Linked DNA regions of Mus musculus: region 2 is linked to region 1. A link is a contact called in public HiChIP or PLAC-seq data. All regions are on one chromosome and are shown on one strand. Each heading gives the region's core, a stretch centred on a gene start, on an enhancer-like site or on the middle of the called end of the contact. The rest is flanking DNA. Distances are from core to core; before and after follow the strand shown. Region 1 has its middle 93 kb from the start of Gm41259. Region 2 has its middle 37 kb from the start of Gm41259.

Evidence for each region. HiChIP or PLAC-seq counts read pairs in DNA pulled down with a chosen protein or histone mark.
Region 2: a contact with region 1 is called in an H3K4me3 HiChIP or PLAC-seq map of bone marrow-derived macrophages, with 5 times the contacts expected there. The contact joins two enhancer-like sites. A contact is called at or near these places in 1 of 15 datasets of contacts at CTCF or cohesin (large pre-B cells), 1 of 484 Hi-C or Micro-C datasets (embryonic stem cells), 1 of 115 datasets of contacts at active chromatin or transcription factors (bone marrow-derived macrophages) and 1 of 9 other capture datasets (bone marrow-derived macrophages).

What each region holds. Positions count from the first base shown.
Region 1 is chr15:5,948,545-5,954,675 of GRCm38.p6, forward strand. It overlaps the pseudogene Gm49095. Among named protein-coding and RNA genes, the nearest start is that of Gm41259, 93 kb to the right of the region's middle. Within about 2 kb of position 2,552, at least 8 of the 459 cell types and tissues checked have an H3K27ac peak or open chromatin away from gene starts, as enhancers often do. A contact at or near this core is called in bone marrow-derived macrophages, where this site is marked.
Region 2 is chr15:6,078,844-6,084,974 of GRCm38.p6, forward strand. No RefSeq gene overlaps it. Among named protein-coding and RNA genes, the nearest start is that of Gm41259, 37 kb to the left of the region's middle. Within about 2 kb of position 2,313, at least 37 of the 459 cell types and tissues checked have an H3K27ac peak or open chromatin away from gene starts, as enhancers often do. A contact at or near this core is called in bone marrow-derived macrophages, where this site is marked.

The DNA.
Region 1 (6,131 bases), core at 1,302-3,801:
ATTAAGAGTAATTTGAGTTTTACTTTGGGAAAAAGAAACAAAACTCTAAATGCTTTAGAGGAGTTAGAGTTCACCATGTTCGCCTCTTGTTTCTCTTGGTGATCTTAGTGAGAATGTGAGTGGCAGGAAACATCAGGACTCAGAAGCTAGAGAAGTCAGGAATCAAGGAGAACTGTCTACAGTCAATCTGCAGTGGTGTCTCCAGGCCTGTTTCTGTGCTTATGGTTTGTTGTTGTTTGGTTGGTTGGTTGATTTTTTCTTTTTAATATTGGACATTTTCTTTATTTGCATTTCAAATGTTATGCCCTTTCCCGCCACCCCCCCCAACCATCTATCCTATCCCTCCTCCCCATGCTACTATGAGGGTGTTCCCCACCCGCTTACCCACTCCCGCCTCCCCACCCTAGAATTCTCCTAAACTGGGGCATCAAGCCTTCACAGGATCAAGGGTTTCCCCTGCCACTGATGCCAGATAAGGCCATCCTTGGCTACATATGCAGCTGGATCCATGTGTAGTACTTGGTTGGTGGTTTAGTCCCTGGGAGCTCTGAGGGGTCTGGTTGGCTGATATTGTTGTTCTTCCTATCAGCTCCCTTCAGCTCCTTCAGTCCTTTCTCTAACTTTTTTTGGGTGTTTGTTTGTTTGTTTGTTTCCACTCAGTCTGGAAATTGTTTGACTGTGAACATGTTATAAGTGGACAACAGATAGTCATCTGAGAATAGGAAGCCAAAGAATTTTGTATCAGTGAAATAGCCTTCATGAATTAAAATGATCTGGATATTCCCAGAGAAAAGGAAACAAGGAGTTCTAGCTGAGAGTAGATCTACTTCAAAAGCATTGCTGAGGGAAGCTTTCCGATGTCAGAGAATAATAGCAGATAAATGTGTGTGTGTAACACCAGAAGTGAATAATGGTACGAGAGGATGGGGAGAGGGCTCAGCAACCAAGAGCATATGCTGCTTTGCAGAGGACCAGAGCTGCTGTTTCCTTGACTCCACAGGTGACAACCACCTGTAATTCCAGCTCCATGAAAATCCAATGCTTCTTTCTGTCTTTTACAGGCTTTCCCATGCACAGAGCCACACCTAGGCACATTTAATAGAAAGGGCAAGTAGCCAATCACTCTGTAACACCATTCTTCTCTTAAATACCTGATCCTCAAATTGTAACACCTTCAGATAGAAGTTTTGATGTGGGTAGATGTAATGTTTAAAATTATTGTGATAAAAATAGACATTAATGTGATTTTGTAGTAGGAGGGGATCTATATAATCCACTAGGAAGGAAATACTTGAGTATTAAAACATAGATTTCATTATTCTTACAATAAGTCTAATACCTGATACAAAAGGATGCAGGGGAATAAGCATGATAACAGTACCAGTAAAGAAGAACTGTTTATAAAAGAGAAAAAGTAGCCAAAGGAAACTCGATTTGTAATCAATACGTTCTCATTCTTCAGGGCACCTGTAGATGCTGATCTAACACGCTCATTGCTATGCTCTAGCAACTCTTTCGGAACCTTTTCTCTTGGAAAAATAAAACAAACACACAAAATAAATTGAATGAAATGCTAAGAGGATCTTTTAAACTTATTTATTTGAGTTATAAAAAGACAAAGGCATTTCACCATAAACTAATCGCAATTAAATTACAAATAGTTATTATTACCCTATTTGAATGACTAATTACTAACACTTAATTTAGGATGTTTGCAAAAAATACCATTATAGTATTTCCTTATGATAAAATAAAAATTATACCCATAAGACTGTTGGCGTTTGGTCATGGAATTGCTTTTGCTTTAATTTTAGTTCTGGAGAAGAGAGGTAGAAGAAGGAGAGAAGGAAAGAGAAAGCTGGTTAAATCTAAGAAAGGAAGATCTTCATTCTGTCTAAAAGCCTGAGTATAACATTTCACTTTAGTTTTATCCATTAATGATTAATAGGTGTATACTTAATCAAATATTTACCATTATGTACTATGACAATACTATTACCACCATAAATTGATTTTAGAGAATAATAGCAAAAAATAGCTTCCAATTTTAAAAAGGGATATTGAATAAATTCAAACTTCTATTTCTCTAAAGATGACCAGTGTGACATTAGCATATTAATTAATTTAATAGTGGTGTCCTGTAATGCTACTTTGAACCTCAAGTTTATCTTGATTCTCTTTGTCTACATGCATAAAGAATATTGAAGACAAGCATAAGGTTGCAGATCGGATATCCTCAGTTTAAAATGAAATCTAATCTTCTAGAAAGCGCCACTGCTTTCATAGCTAATGGATTTTCCTTACTGATAGGACAGATAAGATGACTCCTGAAAACCCACAGAAAGTAAGAAATTGAGCCAAGACCTGTAATAAAATATCATGCAAACCCACTAGATATCAAAATCGAAACTGACAAAACAAGAGATGACCAAGATGTGAGGCACACAAAATGCTGATTGATTTCCTGCTGCTGAGAATATAAACTGCTTCTTTGAAGTATGTTGCAGCATCTGCTAAAATCCCATGAAATCCTTATTTATCACTTTCAGTTATTGCATAATACGCTGCATAAGTCTGCAGGCTTGAAATAGTTCCCTTTTCTGACATCTGACACAGCCTGGATCAGGGTTTCACTGAAGAAATTGACCATCAATAAGATGTGGCTCCATGTTCTACTTTCTCCCTCGGGGTGTCAAGGTGCAGCTGCATACTGGGCTGGAAGGATGAAGCAGAGGCTAGAACAGGGTGGGGTGAGGAGTCCAGTGTTACAGCCTTTATTACATGAAAGCCTTCTCTACTGATACTCAGTGAAACAGCTTGTGTGTGTACACTTTTTGGGGGTTGATGAACCTTGGAAAGTAGAAAGGAGTTTTTAGGGTGAATATAAATCATTGGCTGAACCCACGAGCATGTGGCTTAGAACCAGGTCTTGGGCCCAACCCAAGAGCTGGTGGCGTAGGCCCAGGCCCAAATCTGGACAACAGAGCAGGTGACCTCTTGGGTACAGGATCTGGTCTTAACTTAAGAATGGCTGGACCTCAAGGCTTAGATCTTGCCCCCATCCTGAGGGCAGCAGGTCTTTTAGGGACAAATTCCGTTTCTTTTTTCCAAGCTTCTGGAAACATGGGCACAAACCCGCCCACCATGACAAGAGTACCTGGTCCCATAGGTCCAAACAAAGGTCCTAGCTCTCAAGAACTTGGCCTTCCAGGGCCAAATCCCTCTCCCATGTCAAGGGCTCCTGGCCCTATGGGTCCTAATTCAGCTCATTTCTCAAGACCAGGTGGCCCCGTGGGGGTAAATGCTGGAGTCTTTCCAAGGGGGACAGGATCAGGAGGACTGAACCCAAATGCCTTCTCTCAGTCTTCTGGCACATTGGCCTCAAATCCAGGTACCTTTCAGAGGTCTGCTGGCCTCCAGGGCTCAAATCAAGCAGTTTTCCCAAGAGCCTCTGGGCTACTAGGCTCCAACCCAGCTAACTTTCCAAGGGCCTCTGGCCTGCAGGCTCCTAGTCCAGCTGCCTTCCCAAGGTCTGCTGGTCTATTAGGCCTAGGTCAAGTTGCTTTCCCCAGGTCAGCTGCGGGGCCCCTGGGCTCTTCTCCAGCAGGCCCTGTGGGTATCAACCCAGCTCCTTTTGCAAGACCAACGGGGACCCTGGGCCTTAACCCAGCTTCCTTTCCAAGGATGAATGGCCCTGTAGGCATTTCCTATTTCCCATTTCCTAGGGTGGGCAGCCTCCCTGGCTCAAATCCAGCTGCTTTCCCCAGACCAAGGGGTCCAATGGCTGCAATGTACCCAAATGCAATGTTATCCCCTTAAATACCATTTTTCTTCCAGGGCCACTTTGTTATTTAAGCACTGTGGTTCTGAGATGGGGCTGTCTCTTAGATAAAAGAGTAGATATGGAACTACAGTCTGAAGAACATAGCTGGGGCTCGAGTTCAAATGAGCCTTCTTTTTCCTCTGCTTTTTTTCTTGACTGAAGGCAAAATGTTATTTGTGAGCCATGGACTATGGCAGATAGGGGTGATCCTGGCCTCAAGGAAAAGGCTCTCTGGCCTTCCGGAAGCCTCTGTGCTTTTGTCCCACAGCTTTCTGCCCCTTGTTTCTTACTAGTTCCTTGAACTGTTCTCATGGACGTTTTCCTCCGGGATACGTTGGCCTGCAGGTTCTAATTCCCCACTCACCGCTGGAGAATTGGCTCGCTTGTTGTCTAGTGACACTGCATTGGTGAACGGACCATGTTTCAGTAACTCTGACCCGGCTCCCTGGACCTAGTCATGTTCTACTGCCAGACCTTTCCCTCGGGGCTTAAACACAGAATGGGAGGTGGACACCCACGTCACAGACCCACCACATTGCTGCTTGACTGGGCCTGCGGCTCCTTTCTTCTGGGACTTAGAGGTGGACAGATTTAAGCTTCCTCCGATCAGCCAGCTCCCTCCTCACTGGTCCTCCCAATCAAAGAACCTCAAAACTTAAACTGCGATGGATGGGAAGTGGGGGGCTGGGGTGGGGGTGGAGGGATGAAAGGGAAATCACTGTGCTGTGTTCAGCTTGATGTGAAAAATGGTTGGTTTTCCTCCATTGTATCTTTTCTTACTGTTTCTTTAATAAATGGGTGAGAGGGAAAAAAATCATTGGCTGGAGTTTAAAGTACTAAGTGTGGCTCATTTGCATGGAAAGACATTCCAGGAATCCCAAGTACTTGCTGGGCAGGTTTTTATGAGGGTTAGGGGAGAGGAAGTTGAACATTTTGCCAAGGACTTTGTGGCACTAGTCAGGTAGAGGGTGTGGAGGTCAGGCTCCCCAGATAAAGTCAGTCAGAAAAGAGGAAGTTCTACTCAAAAAGGGAGTCTTCAATTTTGCATCAAGCCCACAGGAACTATCTGAATATTGACACCTACAATCTTAAATAGCAGGATCCAAGAAGGAGGCTTGAGTTATAACTGGAGGCTCTGGGGGAAGTCACACCCTAACTCATTTGGATTGTTGTTAAAATTTGGGTCCCTGGAATTGTAAGACTGAAGTCTTATTTCATTACTGGCCATCCTCAGCTCCTACGTTTTCTAGTTACTGTATATAGAGTTCTAGATCAAAAGGTCAATGGACAAAGTTCAAATGGTCTCATCTTTGAATCTCTCTTATATCTGCATCCAGCTTGGAGAAACTCTTGGCTTTTAAAAAAGAATCTGTAATTGAGTTAGCCACTACTGGATATATTAATACTATATCGAAACTTTTGAATATCTTGGTACAACTGGACATAGAATTTGGGGGCAGCTTTAAATTTTTTATATAATTACTCAGCAGCTTTGATCCAAGGAGAGTAACCAACAGAAATGCAAGTGTGTGTTCTTCAAAGGACATATACAAGGATGGTGACTAAAGCCACATCATAGGTAGATGATACAAAGAAATGCTTCACAAATGAATTTCCATGTATAAACCATAAGCCATCAGAGCTGTCAGTGCACAAATATTTGCAATGAGATGGCAATCTCAACAACTGGGAAGGTAAGTCAGGGGGGATGATGAGTTCTAACATAGTCTGGACAAACTTCAGGACCCTGTCTCAAAATCAGATGAGTATGCACACACTCATGGACAAACATATTCTTAAAAGCTACTTTTTGATTCACTCTGTGCTCCATCTTCTGGTTCACATTTATACCTAAAATCCCAGATATGTACTTCAGTCCCTAGGCCACAGCTCAGACTGCGTGCCAGGAAACCTGCTGACACCTGGAACAACCAGATGAGAACAACCTATGCCCCAATCCCTTGTCTGCCTGGCCCACAGAAAGTCCAGCATCCCTGAGGTCTGCCCCATATCCTCTGTGCCCCATATTCCAATCCACACCTCTATCTGCAACCCCAGATCTGCCCTCTAGTCCTGAAACAACTGGCTCATCTTGCCCCCCCCCCCCCCAGAGGCTTACTATAACCCAGGACAACTAGAATAATCAATACTATATGTATCCCTAGAAGCCTACTGCCACCCAGGACAACCAGAGGGCTGCAGCTACTGGGGACTATCAGCTTTACCTGCAAACCCAGAAGACTGCTTCCACCAGAAATTACCAGGCCAGTCAATGACAGAAACAAACAGATGGCTAAAGGACAGTGCA
Region 2 (6,131 bases), core at 1,063-3,562, 130 kb after region 1:
GATGGAAACATACGACACGAAATAATACAGAGGCATGTAGGACCTAAATAAGAAACAGTGATGGATTAGGGAGATTGGGAGAGGAAAGTGGATTTATGTTGGAGGGATAATTAGCAACACTTGCAAACAGGACAGGTTTGCTAGGTATGCATGAGACAGAATTGCGACAGGTACTCGCGTTTGCGTTGGTGCCGGTGCTTTTCTTTCTTTTTTTTTTTTTCAGAGTTTATAAGATATTTTTTAATACCCAGAAACTAATATCGATGATCACAAAACCCTTTGAGGCAAGAGCTTTTATCTTAGCTTTATAAATGCGACTTTATAAATTTTCATGACTTTCTCAGGATCATTGGGCAGATTTTACAATTCGTTACACGCAGTCCAGGATATCTTTTTTTTTTTAACTAGGTATTTTCCTCATTTACATTTCCAATGCTATCCCAAAAGTCCCCCACACGCTCTCTCACCCGCTCCCCCACCCACCCACTCCCATTTCTTGGCCCTGGCGTTCCCCTGTACTGAGGCATATAAAGTTTGCAAGACCAATGGGCCTCTCTTCCCAATGATGGCTGACTAGGCCATCTTCTGATACACATGCAGCTAGAGACAAGAGCTCAGGGGTACTGGTTAGTTCATATTGTTGTTCCACCTATAGGGTTGCAGATCCCTTCAGCTCCTTGGGTACTTTCTCTACCTCCTCCATTGGGGGCCCTGTGTTCCATCCAATAGCTGACTGTGAGCATCCACTTCTGTGTTTGCTAGGCCCCAGCATAGCCTCACAAGAGACAGCTATATCAGGGTCCTTTCAGCAAAATCTTGCTAGTGTATGCCATGGTGTCAGCGTTTGGAGGCTGATTATGGGATGGATCCCCAGATGGACCATCTAGAGACTGCCTGTGCTTTTCAATGAGATGGAAAATACTGAAGAACTCCAATCTGAGGAAAGCATTTAATGTTGAATAGGTAATTTACTGTGGAATCAATGTAAATTGACTAAACATTCCTGTTAAAACATATCTTGTATCGAGTTAAAAGAAATGCTAGAACGTTGAAATTACCAAGGTATAGTAATGTGTCTCTGCCATCATCAGCACTCAGAAAGCCAGTGTATGCTATCCTCCCATACACACAGACAAAAAAAAAAGCAAAAAGATGAAACTAACAAACTCAAAGAAAGTAAAAAATAGATACTGAGATGTGGGGAAGGCATTCCTAGCATATAATTTTATAATCTTTAAGTTTTATCAATGTCATGATTTTGTTGCCATGATAAAAGCACAATGACCAAAGCAACTTATAAAAGAAAGAGTTTATTTTGACCTAGCACTGAGAAGGAAAATCAGTAATGGGAGAGAAAGGCGCCACAGTGCTCAACAAAAGCATGAGGCCTAGAGGGCAACAGAAAAGCGAAAGCTGGACAGCAATGTGGAAATGGAACAAGGAAGGCTAGTTACTCTCAAAGACCTCCCCAGTAAAGCTCTTCCTGCAGTGAGTTTCTTGTCCTGAAACTTCCATGGCGTCCCCCAAAAGCACCAGCAATGGGGACAAAGTGTTAAATATATAAGCCTATGGGGAGAAATCTTCTATTCATGTTACTATATTTGATAAGAAACATTTCATTTACTTGGAAGGATGATAAGGGAGAACATGTTTCCTTGAGGAAGAGTATAAGCTTTATATTTTATATATGCCATCACATACATATATATATGGAGAGAGAGAGAGAGAGAGAGAGAGAGAGAGATGTGTGGGTGTGTGTCTGTATTGCACATGCTCAAGATTTCCTTAAGACAATTATATTTTTTCTTGTCCACATTTGACTTGTGAATGTCTATTTGCAAAACAATACTATATTCAAATCCTAAATTGCATGAATTATAGTGTTAAGTCTCAGATCAGAAATTAAAAGCTATATATGGGTGTGTGACCTAAGTAAATGATGATTTGTTCAAAAGAAAAAATATTATTCAATAATGGGCATGTTCAAGATTACTGTTATTATACTGACTTGGTTTGTGTTTCTGGAGAAAGAAACCACATAAAATGCACAGTTCACTACTGCCCTCTGCTGCACACAGGGCAGAGGAGAGAACTCGGAAGAGTGGCCAGAGAGCTATAGTATTGTGTCCTGACAACACACTCAGGTAGGATCCTGTTTAGTGACCACACTAACTGATCCTGGGTAAAACACACTTACTGAATTTCACTGCAAAAATAGTGTTTCAATCAGATTCATAGTGTGTCTAAAACACCCTCATAACTCAGGAGAAAAGATAGCTAAAATCCAAACAAAATGCTCATGCTGGACAGATCTCCGTGAATGAGTTACTTTTTCATAGACATGGTCTGAAGCCAGAGGGAAGCATCTCATTATTAAGGGGTCAGTGGAGTTCCTCTTTGATGTTTAGTGAATTATTATGAGAAGAACATCCAGAGAACAAAACGTTCCAATGGCAAGTCAATGATAAAATCTTACAGAGGCAGACCAGAGTAAGGCAAATTTGCCTTTTAGAAACTAGGAAGGATTTTCGTTGTTTTGTTTTCAGTTTTGTTTTGGTTTGTGTGGAAGGCTTCCAGCTGAGAGAGAACACTATGTGCCTCCTACCAACAGAAGGCTTGTTACAATGGAAGCAACCCTTAAACCGCATTCTGCCAAACATGCAAACATTCGTCAGCAAACAGGAAGAAGTCACCCAACCTAGTCATGCAAGCTGGCTGTCTTCTCAGGCCTCAAAACTCTCAAGTGCTCACGATGATCTTTTAGCTGACTCAAACAACTTTCTATCGGCTGCTGAACAACAAGTCATTTCGGGCTGGAGTGGAAGGGAAAGGCGAAGAGGCAAACCAAGTAACATAGAGACCATATAACATCACACCATAAAGACAGAAATAGTCTCTTTACGTGGACAAAATAATGTTAGAGCATCTAGTAAAACTAAATATTGTTTAAGTATTATTTAACTCCTGGTTTCCTTTCAGTTCCTAAATGGCTCCCAGTTAACAACATCTCTGGTGCATCTCTAAACAATTTCTTTGTGGGGCTCTGACTTATCTCGTGGTCACCAGTGTAGGACCACTGAATCCTATATGAAAGGTAATTTTGAAGCTGATAAGGCATATTTTGAACGGCAAAATCAGCAAAGCTTTGTTTTGGCAAGTAAAACGATAGAGCATGGGCAAACAGAGCTTTAATGCCACACCAGTTTTCATTTAACTGTTGTTTATCCATATACCAAATTTGCAAAGTTATCCACTGTGCACTTGCCTGTTCAATTGAAACTGCCTCAATGTTTGCAATTTTAGATATTTCCCTTTAAATATTAATGTCCTATTAGACAAATGGCTTGAACATATTTTCATGCATCATGTTGGTTTCCTTTATAAGGTCTACAAGTTGAATTCAAGGCATACTCAGCCTATACACACCACACACACACACACACACACACACACACACACACACACATTTTTTAAAAAAATATCTGGAAATCAAAGCAAAAATAAGCTATACCTTTACATGTAGTAGGATGACTGATATTTAAAGTCAAATTGTACTAACTCAGAAATGTATACTTTACGGAGTCCTATTTAGTTGTTTTGTTTTGCATTGCCTATGCTTTGGGAAATAATATTGGTAAAATCATGCCAAGACCAGTTGTACAGTTGTGCCAGTGTTTTCTTCTAGAATGTTTGTGGTTTCCAGCCCTATAATTAAATCTTCATCCATTTTTTGTTAGCTTGTGTGTATTATATAATCTAATGGTTCAGTTTCATTGTTTTGTATATGAGCTTCATTAGTTTGACAGCTTGCCATTTTCTTATTTTGTATTCCTGGCATCCTTGTTCAGAATTAGTAGATTGTATTTATGGATTTATCTCTGGATGCTTTACTGTGTCCCATGGCTTTATACATCTCTTTTTGTGCCAGTTCCATGTTGTTCTGATCACTGAAACTCTACGATACATGAGAAATTTCTCAAACTCAGTCACCATGAGGAAAAAATAAGAAGCTAAGGCCAGGAGACTGGCTTAGCAGGAAAACACTTGCTTCCTAAATGTAATGACACCTGAATCTGTATTTCAAGCACCCATAAAACACCTGATGGTATGTGTCCCTTTCTTGTACTTCCAGGGCTCAGAAGGGAGATACATACAAGGAAATACCAGAGAAAATTTACAAGCTAAATTAGCACCAAGCTCATATTAGCAGCTCTGTGTTCAACTAAGAAAGCCTGACTCAAGCCTGAACAAGGTGGATATCTAACAAAGAAGACTCCTGATGTCCACCCTGAGTCTCAATATGCACATGGACATACAAGGATACATAATTGTACACATATGTACTCCCACACATACAAGCATAATATACCCAATATGCCACATATACATATGTACATAAAAAGGAAAGAAAACACAGATTAAATCTATGATGAAATATTATTCTACACTTCTTAAGATGACCATAATCTAAAAGTCAAATTGTTATGAATATTGAAAAGAGAATAGCAGAAGGGAACCTCTTGTCCACTGTTGATGGGACTGGTATCTTTTCAATTGATGGAAAAGATGTGGAAGTTCCTCAGAAGGCCTGAAAATAGAAATACCACTTGATTTATCAATTCCAATTCTTTAGCTATATCCAAAGGAATTGGAATTCATACCTCAAAAACATAGCTATGTGCATCATAGCATTATTTGCAATTATCAATACAGAAAATATCTGTGTGCACTAGAAGATGAATTATATAATGAAAAATATACAGATATGTGCAAATGTGATAATTAATGCCTTGTATTAATTATTCATATATTATAGATATATTCATGTATTATAGAATATTCATGTATTAAAGATAAAGAAACTATGATTATATGCACATGCACACATTCATTATATTGCTGGGCAGCCTTAAAAAAATCTTGCTACATATGAGTACTCCAGTGGATATTTTGCTATGTAAAATAAGCAAGATGCATAAACTAATTTTACATCATTTCATGTGTGAAATCTAAAGTTAAACTCTTAAAAATGAAGTAGACAACTGTTGTTGGAGGTTGTACAATAGAAGAAATGAAGACCACAAACTTCTGAGAAAGGACCAAATATGAGACATGGCCAACAGTACTAACTGGTATTGTGTTATATACCTGAAACAGCTTCAAAGGTTCAGCCCATTATCATCAAGGCAGGAACATGGCAGCATCCAGGCAGGCATGGTGCAGGAGGAGCTGAGAGTTCTACATATTCATACTGAAGTACTTCATACTTAGTACTGAAGACTGGCTTCCAGGCAGCTAGGATGAGGGTCATAAAGTCTAAACCCACAGTGACACACTTACTCCAACAGGGCCACACCTCCTAATAGTGCCACTCTCTTGCCCAAGCATACACAAACCATCACAACGTGTATAATTTATAGTTTTCAATGATACCTCAGCAAAGCTAAGGGAAAGAAAAAGATGAAAATTCAGGTCTGGAATTACAATGCCACTACACTGGATTGTTACTTTATGCCTGTAAGGCAACTGCCTAAATTGGCCAGAGACAGAGATGCCTCTGAGGTTTAAAACATGATAATATCTGTGTTGATACCTCCTTTTGAATATTCACTTGATTTTTGAGAGGCAGTAGTTTAAAATTGCCTTTACTGCAACTTAAGATTTTTTTTTCCTAAAAGATAGAAAGATTGATGACTGATAAGTGTTGAGGTACATTGAGTCCACAATGATGTCTATATCACCAACATGATGTAAGAGATTACAAGGTATATGATGGACACTGTGAACAACAGTTGAAAGCTTAGGATGTTTCTGTAAAGTAACCAGTAAGAAAAATGAAACTGAGAAGCTAAGCACCAAGCACAATGTATCTATGAATACTGCCTTGAAAAGTAAGGCAAAATTCAAGACATATGTGATTGGTTATAGAAAACTTGTGAGAATTTGGATTAGTAGACTCCAAAGGAACAATCTTTACTATGGCAGAGTCATTGAAGAAATTCTACAGAAAGCTGTTCTGGAACAGAACAGCAAAGGCATAGCTACAATGAAGAGGGAATTTATTAAAATAAGGACTGCTCTCATCTCCTCCTTAGAAAGATGATCATCATAGGGACAAAATGTACATCTCT